3 separate regions of the Sus scrofa genome follow, and all the other regions are linked to region 3. A link is a contact called in public Hi-C and HiChIP or PLAC-seq data. All regions are on one chromosome and are shown on one strand. The core of a region is the stretch at or near the end of the contact, and the rest is flanking DNA. Distances in the headings are between cores, read along the strand shown. Region 1 holds the start of OGDH (2-oxoglutarate dehydrogenase, mitochondrial). Region 2 holds the start of NUDCD3 (nudC domain-containing protein 3). Region 3 holds the start of LOC100512448 (histone H2A.V).

Region 1 (2,700 bases), core at 116-2,615, 150 kb before region 3:
CGATACTAATATCTAGTTATTACAGATTTGGGTCACAGATGCTGCTCGGATCAGATCTTGTATTGCTAGGCTGGCAGCTACAGCTCTGATTCAACTCCTAGCTGGAGAATTCCATATGATGCATTGCAGCCATTAAAAAAAAAAAAAAAAAGGAAGGAATAAAAAGTAGAGTTAAAGATATGTTATCATGATATGAAGCTTTCTTCTTGCTGTAATGAAAACTGAAGAAATCTTGAATAAGGACTGAAGTAAGGGCTTCCTCAGTATGTGATTGAATACAGCCTACCATGCTTCATCAGTTCTGAGTTGCTTTTTCTCGTTGTGAACTACAGTTGCCTCTGACTGTGAACTGGAGATTGGCACTTGCCATCTGCCTCTGCAGAGCTTGACTCATGAGCCACTGCAGCTGCTGACCCTCCACAGCCCCTTCGAGGAGCTCAGGGGGGAGCTCAGGAATGAGGCACTTTGTGCTCTGGAAAAACTGGCAGAACAGGTCTTCAGATGGTTAGATACTTTCAGAAAAAGATTTTATGAGCCCGGTTCGTGCATCTCCTCATAGCTAGAAAAGCACTGAAATCCTTCATGGTGACGTCTGCTCCTCCTGTCGAGCAGTAACCCTCAGACTTCTGTAAAACGTGTGCTGGGTAGCATGTACCTCCCTCCTCACCAAAACCACATGTATGCTGACATTTCCCTCCCTCCTTGCAGCGGTATCTCAGAGCTAACTGCAACAGCTGCCTCCCCAGTTGTAGCCCTCATTTCGTCCGCAATAAAACTTAACACTCAACCTTCAGGTTGTGCGTATTTTTCAGGTCAACTTTAAGATGGAGCTATCCTAACCCTTTTTTTTTTCTCTCTTTCTTATCAGGTCGGTATCACACTTGTGAGCAGGTGGCAAAGTAATATAACCTCTTAAAGCAGACGACCGCTTTTAGTCCATGAAATGATACACCCGTCCATGCACCAAGTGAAGACCCAGGAGTCCCACTTGGGAAACCCTTAGGTCAGCGCTGGGCCCCCCTGATTCTCACTCCGCCCGGCCGCTGCCCCGCAGCGCTCAGTCATGCAGTGCTGACCAAGGTTCCTCTCAGTCTGACAATACAGGCCAGGTCAGCTTAGCTCTGATCAGAGGACGCCTAAAAGCCCACTGCAGGAGGCATTACTAGGCAACGCGAAGACCCTCTTTTTCAAAAGACCCGGCATTCAGGCCGGTGGGGACCAATCCAGGCACCGCTTAGCTGTGGCCCCGGACGCACAGCCAGGCCCAGCGAGGTGCCCGAACCGAGCACAAGAGCGCCGCGGGCGCAACTCTGTGACGTCAAGCCCCGGCCCGCCCTGCTCACTGGGCAGAGGCGGCCCCTTTCTTCCCAGGGCGGGGCGGCGTGCTGACGCCACACGCCGGGGCGTGGCCGAGAGTTTAGTACCCCGGAGTGGGGTGTCGGCGCCTCATTCGGGTGGAGCTGAGCCGAAGACAGGTAGGCGCGCGCTGCCGCCGGGCCTCGCTGGGTTTGGGAGGTTCCGTGCTGGTGGGGCAGGAGGCGGGGGTCACGGCTGAGGACAAGGCCGCTGCGCTCTCGTTGTCGCTGGCTCCCTGATGACAGGGAGTGAAGCTGGCTGGAGCAGGGCGTACTGGGGGAGGTGGGTGGGACGGGGCCTGACGGACGGGCGTGGCAGCCAATGGTGCGCTGGGCGCCTGCAGGCGGGCGGAGATTGGCGGGTGCGGGCGTGCGCGGAAGTTGCGCGGGGCGCGGAGCGGCGCCCCATTGGTGGAGGCGGAGGCGGGGGTGGGCCGCGCGGCGGATGTGAGAGAACGGGCGCCGCTGCCGGGGTGACCCCCAAGGTCGAGGAGGCGTCACGTGGGAGTCACCCGGCAGTGTCCTCTGCCCGCCTGGACGGATGGAAGGGTGGCGCGCCCTTGAAGAAGCGGCTGCGAATTGTGGGCAGTACGCCTTTCCCACAGCGTGGACGGCACGGGTCGGCTTCTGATCGGACTGTCCCTACGCTCCTGGGGTGAACCCTTGAGGGACGGATTACCCCGCAGGCCCCCCACTCTCCCCTGTAAGCCTCCCTGTATTCTTTGGGGTGACGCCGTACTCAGTAGCCTACAATACTCAGCACCCCTTCTTACTCTCCTCCCTGCACTCCTGGGGTGAGGTCTTAAGTGGATCACCCTGCAGTATCCGCAGTATTCAATACTCCACCGTACCCATCCTCTCTGCTCACTCTTGGGGTGGACCCTTGAGTGATTACCCGCAGCACCCACTGTATTCGTCACCTCCACGGTACTCAGTAAGTACCGCACTGTTGAGCACCACACCACACCTTCTTTCTCTGTGCTCCTCAGGTTGATGCCCTGGATGAGTGGATTGTTCTGCAACACACTGCTGTACTCGGTATCCCTCCTTACTCATGTTTGTACCAGACCTCCCTGTGAGCTCTTTAGGGTGGTACCCTTGAGTAGACTACCCTGCAGTACCCTACCGTACTCAGTACCCCCACCATACTCCTCCTTCCAGGTGTTTGATAGCTCATGTTGCAATGAAGGATATCTCTTGGAGGAACATACTAATCCGTGCACCCTTCCCCTTTGGCAAAGCTCCCTGACCTCAGTGCAGATTGTGTACTGAGACAGTAGAAAAGACTGCGTAGATAAGAACCTGCTATCTCTGCCCTTTGCCCAGAACAGGGGAGCGGTGACTC
Region 2 (2,700 bases), core at 20-2,519, 230 kb before region 3:
AATTTTTCATTTTCAAACCGTCATTTCTGCTCCTTCCCTTCTCATGGACTCTGTCACATAACTGGCCTTGCATAGTTCTTGGTCACTTGTGTTTTATCTCATTAACTATAGCATCAGTAGCCCAAGGAGAAAGACGAGTATTTAACCAACCACATTACCAGTGCACCACCAACGCCTGTGGCAGCTGAGAGTATAAATACAATCCGCACATAAATTCTTGTTTATTACATTCGCGTACCCAGTCAACTTCAGGGAACAAGTATTACCAGCCCCTCGAACATACGATCGATTTAACCTGGGATATACTCAAACGTAAACTTATTAACTACTACCATGACTGTCTTTGACCTGAGAAATCACATTCCAAACAAGCGGACAACACCCATCAATAACCACAGTCTCCGCTCCACCTCTACTCTTCCATGGTAGGGTGTGCAGGTCTCTGTGCTACCGCCGCCTTCCCGCGTCCAGCCTGCACTGTTTTTATTTCCTAACTGGCAGGCCCTGGCACATCGAAAGATTACGCGCTGCAGGAGACACCGGGACCCTGAGCATCTACTGCTTCTGATGCCCAAGTGCACCCAGTGTCAGACCAGGCTACTCGAGCGCTAGCCCCTCTCCCGCAGGAGTAATCTGATATTCCATCCGCCTCCCGGGTGAAGCCGCGGCCCAAGGAGGCGGGTCCGAGCGCCAGAGGATGAACGGAGGCCGGGAGCGCAGAGAGCGGCGGCTCGCGGGGCTCTTCGGCTCCCGCGGGGTTCAAGAGCCACGGGGACTCGGCTGGCGGGAGGGGGGGACGGGCTGGCGGGCGGCGGGGGCGGGCTGCCACGGCTCCCCCAACCCCACCCGGAGCCGCCTGCCCGCCGCGCGTTACCTGCAGCACCAGCGCCTGCGCGGCCCCCGGCGGGAAGCCCATGCGGTCCGACGGGTGGCGCAGCAGGCGATAGAAGTCCGTCTTGCGATAAAGGAAGCCGAAGAGCACGCGCAGAAAGTCCTGGACGTTGCCCACGTGCTGCAGGATGCCCAGCAGGGCCTGGTCGTATAGCTCGGCCGCCCCGGGCTCCATGGCGTCGCCGGCCGGAGGGACGCTCACTCACTGCGGGCGCGGCCCGGACGCCGGCCTACGGCCACTTCCGGTGCCCTGCGGTAACGGCTCCGGCTGCCAGCGCGCCCGTGAAACTTCCGGTCCGCGCTGGTTCGCCCCCCGCCCCCCCGCCCGTGGGGCTGAGCCCGGCTGCGCCGGAGGGACTTGCCGCAGGCCCCGCCCCCAGGGCGCCGTGGCGGCCTGGGGCTGTCGCCGAGGGGCCGCTGTGCGCCGCGAAGCGCAGGAGAGCCTGGGGCGGCCGAGCTGCGGGCGCCTAGCGGCCATGTTGGCAACGGGCGGAAGAGGTGTAGTGTGGGCAGTGTCACCTGATCCTCGGCATTGTCACCTGGTCTGCGGGCCCGTTCCCGACTGGGTGTCCCGAGCCCCAGGTTACGGGCGGGACCACACGAGCCGAGAGCCTTTTGCTGGCGCGTCAGAAGAGGAAAATGCCAGCGTGCGGGTGGTATGTGCCCTGTTAATGACAGAGCCGTGGGTGAAATGCGTTGTGATGTGCCTAAATCAAAAGAATGTAAAGTGAGTGCATTCGCGCATATTAAATGGAAAGAGCAAGGTGCAGAATCATCTGGTGTGCCCTCCTGTGAAATACACCTATATGTACATGTGTGTGTGGTATGTCCCTGTGTATGCATAGTATACGTACGCACAGCATGTATATGTATCCTAGGTGTGTGTCAAAGCATAATCTTAAAACAGAAAACATAACCCTCGGACAAATACATAATGAACACATGTCAAAAATTTATACAGTTTAACTGAGTAACCAGTGTTTGGAGAAGCTTTTGGAGAAACTGGGTATTTATAAACATTTTGAAAAAAACAGTAAGATTGCCAGGTTGGATACAAAGCTGGCTGGTGTCCTACAAAATGATGTGGATTATCTTTTCTAGTGGATAGAGATGACTTGCATCTCTGCTGGCCTGAAATCTGCAAGTTAACACATATCTTCATAGTGTATGGGCTCTAATGAATTGTAAATAGTCAAGCTCGGATAAATTGTCCTAGAGCAGTGGTTCTGAAACTTTTCGAACATAGGACCCATTTACACTCTTAAAATTTGTTGAAGGAGTTTCCTTTGTGGTGCAGCGGGTTAAGGATCCTGAGTTGTCGCTGGAGTTGCTGCTGTGTCAAGGGTTTGATCCCTGACCCAGGAACTTCCACATGCTGAAAGCAGCCAAAAAAAAAAAAAAAAAAAAAAAAAAAAAAAAAAAAAAATTATTGAAGACTCTAAAGAGTCTTCAGGGAGTTCCTTTTATGGCCTGTTTATGCAGTGGAAACGAATCCAACTAGTATCCATCAATCCCTGGCCTCGCTCAGTGGGTCAGGGATCCGGTGTTGCCATGAGCTGTGGTATAGGTCACAGATGCCGCTCGGATCCTGCATTGCTGTGGCTGTGGTGTAGGTCAGCAGCTGCAGCTCCAATTCGACCCCTAGCCTTGGAACTTCCATATGTCTCAGTGCAGCCCTAAAAGGCAAAATAAATAATCTTCAGTATATTATGTGGAGTGGACTATGCTTATCAGTAGTTACCATGTTAGAAATTAAAACTAAGAAAAAAATTAATATTTATTTAGGCATTTTAATAACCATAAAAACAC
Region 3 (2,700 bases), core at 149-2,648:
CCTTAACCCGCTGAGCAGGGCCAGGGATCGAACCGGCAATCTCATGGTTCCCAGTCGGATTCGTTTCCGCTGTGCCCTGACGGGAACTCCACAGATACATTTGTTATATTTAACAAAAACATACTTTTATGGAACCAAACTTATGTGAATACAAAACTGCACAGAAAATGAATAATTACTTTCTCTTCACCACCCCCTCAAACTGTGCTTACGTTACACTCTCCCAACTTCGCACATTTCAAAGACGATGGACTGAGAAACAAACTACAAGCATGACAAAATTTTTCTTCCAAGATCCGAGTGAGTATTAACCTGAGTTAGAAAATACGCCTACGGAGCCGGCTAAAGTACATTTCATTCAAAAAAAGTTGAAAACTGGATGCCAACCTGCTTTCACCTTAGTTTAACAGTCACGTGCTCACTCACTTCTCCTTAAGCTCAAAAAATCTCAAAACAAGAATGACACCCCACGCCTCCTGTATTTTTAGCTTACGTGAACGCCCGTGTATTTTTAGCTGCTGGTAAAGGGGCAGCCAATATACGGCACGTCGCTAAAGATTAAGTGGGGGACACCCTAAAACCCAGCGAGGAGCAGGAGAAGCATGAGCTCCGGCAAACCAGTTCACGGAGCAGCTGCAAGCCGTGCCTCGGTCGGCTGTGGAAGTGCTTCCGCTAACTGCACACCAGTTGCGGAGACCGGGTGCAACGATCCACAAGGTCGACTCCGGTTCTGAGGTGTGAGAACGTCACAATAACCACAATTTCTGCCTGCGGTTCAGCACCCGGCAGGGCTGTCTCCGGAGGGCGCTCGGGCGGACCCTGCTCGTCGCCTCGGCGTCGCCGGCTCACTCCCGAGCGGGGCACAGCCAGCGCTCGCCGCCTTTCCCTCCCAACTTTACACCGGGCCAAGTTCTCTCCACTCGCGTCTCTGAAAACCCGCACTTTCTAACCCACGCACAATGTGGGGCTCTAAGTGGGTCGCGGGGACCACGGAGGTGCTGCGGTGCTGCGAGGGCTGTTCGGCTCAGGGCCGCCCGGGCCGAGGCCCGCGCACCTCGGTTCGCGCCAGCGCCGCGGCGGGCGAGGCCGGGACCGCGGGCAGCCCCGCCGCCTGACGTCCGCCCCGCCGCTGTCGTCGCCGCCTGACGCCCATCGCCGCCTCAACAGGTAGCGGCGCCGCCTAGCCATCGACGCCCGCCCCGCAGCCCTCACCATGGTCTCGGCCGCTCCCGCCCTCGGTCCCGCCGAGCCGTCGCCGCCGCTGCCGCAGCACCGACCGCCACTGCCGCCGCCGTCGCCGCCGCCGCTGCCGGAGCTCGGACAATAACCGAGGCCCGCCTCACAGAGCCCCGGCCAATGCCCGCTCGCCTTGCTCGTTTGAACCCCGCCGGCCGCCCAATCGTGAGCCTCCTTCTAGACAGACCCCGCCCCCTCGGCCCCTCCTCCCTAACGGCTGTTTGTTTTTGCACACGGCACGCGGAGGCGGGGCCTCGGACCCCCAACACAGACGCGCCTGTGCGCGACCAGGGGCGGGGCCAAACTCCCCTCTCCGCCAGTCTTCAGGGCTGGAGCCTGACAAACGGAGGGATTCACCAATGAAAGGGGACGGCTGGAGGAAGTTATCCAATTAGAACATCGCCCGCGAGCAGGGGAGGCGGGTCGCGGGGAACGACAGCGCGATTAGCCAATGGGTGGAACGACTTGAGGCGGCTCTGACTTTCCCGCCCTTTCTTAGTGTCTGAGAACTGTTTGGGAAGGGAACTGCTGTCTGTCTGCTTCCCCTGGCGGCTTTTCAGATTCTGATTATTTCTCCGTGCTAGCGGAGGCTCGCTTCACGGCGGCACTGCTCCGGGGCATCTCGTGGCCCTTCGCCTCAGCGCCTTCCCTCTGCCGTTAGGTTAGCCGCCCAGCGAAAAGGGGGAGAAACTCTGAAATGGGGTCGCAATCTCCGAGCCTGCGGCCAAGTTGAGGCACGCGCGCGAAGAAGGGCTCGTCGGCCCACGGCCACTGCCCCCGGCTGCCCCCAGGACCACACAGCCCGCAGTTGCCGGGGCCCGGTCCGGGCTCGGGGCCAACTCTCAGCGGTTGCAGTTTTAAAACTTTGCCTCTTTTCCACAACTGTCTGCACTGACCGCGCCGGGCAGCGTTCCGGGTGTGCAGAGCCCACCGTCCCGCGCGGAGATTTGGTTCTGGCGCGATTATCACCAGGTGGGGAGATCCTGTCCCAAAGTGAGAGTGATCTTACTTCTGACCCCGAGGATGTAACATGGGGTGGGGGTGGAGGAGACCCTTCGTTTTTAAGGAAATGTAACGAGTTCGAAGGGAGGAAGAGGGGGGAGCTGCTAATAAGGATTTGGAAAAATGCGAGTGAAGGTATAGACGAGCGAGGAGAAGGGAGCGGGCGGCAGTGAGATCGGAGGCCCAGGTGAACCAAGCCTGCAAAGTAGGTAGCAAAGCTGAACAATAGAAGCGTTGGGAATTGATCCAGTGAGCGATAACCACGGTTAATCACTGCCCTTCTGTGTCCCTGGCCCTGGCGAGGGCGGTCCGAGTCGGCCAGAGCATCCCCTGTGAGTTCACCTTCAACAGATCGCCTAGGGCCCGCTGTTGGGAGGCACTGTGCTAGGATTCTGGGGCTGGCAACCTTGGCCTGTCCGTGCCCTAACCGTCCTTGACAGCAGGGGTCAGATGTTGAAGAAG

What was found. Hi-C and Micro-C count contacts between places; a contact is called where the count stands out from the background. HiChIP or PLAC-seq counts read pairs in DNA pulled down with a chosen protein or histone mark.
Region 1: a contact with region 3 is called in an H3K27ac HiChIP or PLAC-seq map of alveolar macrophages. The contact joins the promoter of OGDH here to the promoter of LOC100512448 in region 3. A contact is called at or near these places in 1 of 5 promoter capture datasets (fetal liver), 1 of 47 Hi-C or Micro-C datasets (blood) and 2 of 2 datasets of contacts at active chromatin or transcription factors (alveolar macrophages and skeletal muscle).
Region 2: a Hi-C map of embryonic fibroblasts shows a contact between it and region 3, with 3 times the contacts expected there. The contact joins the promoter of NUDCD3 here to the promoter of LOC100512448 in region 3. A contact is called at or near these places in 3 of 47 Hi-C or Micro-C datasets (blood, embryonic fibroblasts and skeletal muscle).

What each region holds. Positions count from the first base shown.
Region 1 is chr18:50,683,655-50,686,354 of Sscrofa11.1, reverse strand. OGDH (2-oxoglutarate dehydrogenase, mitochondrial) reads left to right here and starts at 1,365. Exons shown (of 23, transcript XM_021079062.1): 1 at 1,365-1,475.
Region 2 is chr18:50,757,638-50,760,337 of Sscrofa11.1, reverse strand. NUDCD3 (nudC domain-containing protein 3) reads right to left here and starts at 1,269. Exons shown (of 6, transcript XM_003134880.6): 1 at 875-1,269. The coding sequence starts at 1,066. NPC1L1 (Niemann-Pick C1-like protein 1) reads right to left here. Exons shown (of 19, transcript XM_005673340.3): 19 at 2,662-2,700.
Region 3 is chr18:50,532,080-50,534,779 of Sscrofa11.1, reverse strand. LOC100512448 (histone H2A.V) reads right to left here and starts at 1,398. Exons shown (of 5, transcript XM_021078658.1): 1 at 1,213-1,398. The coding sequence starts at 1,215.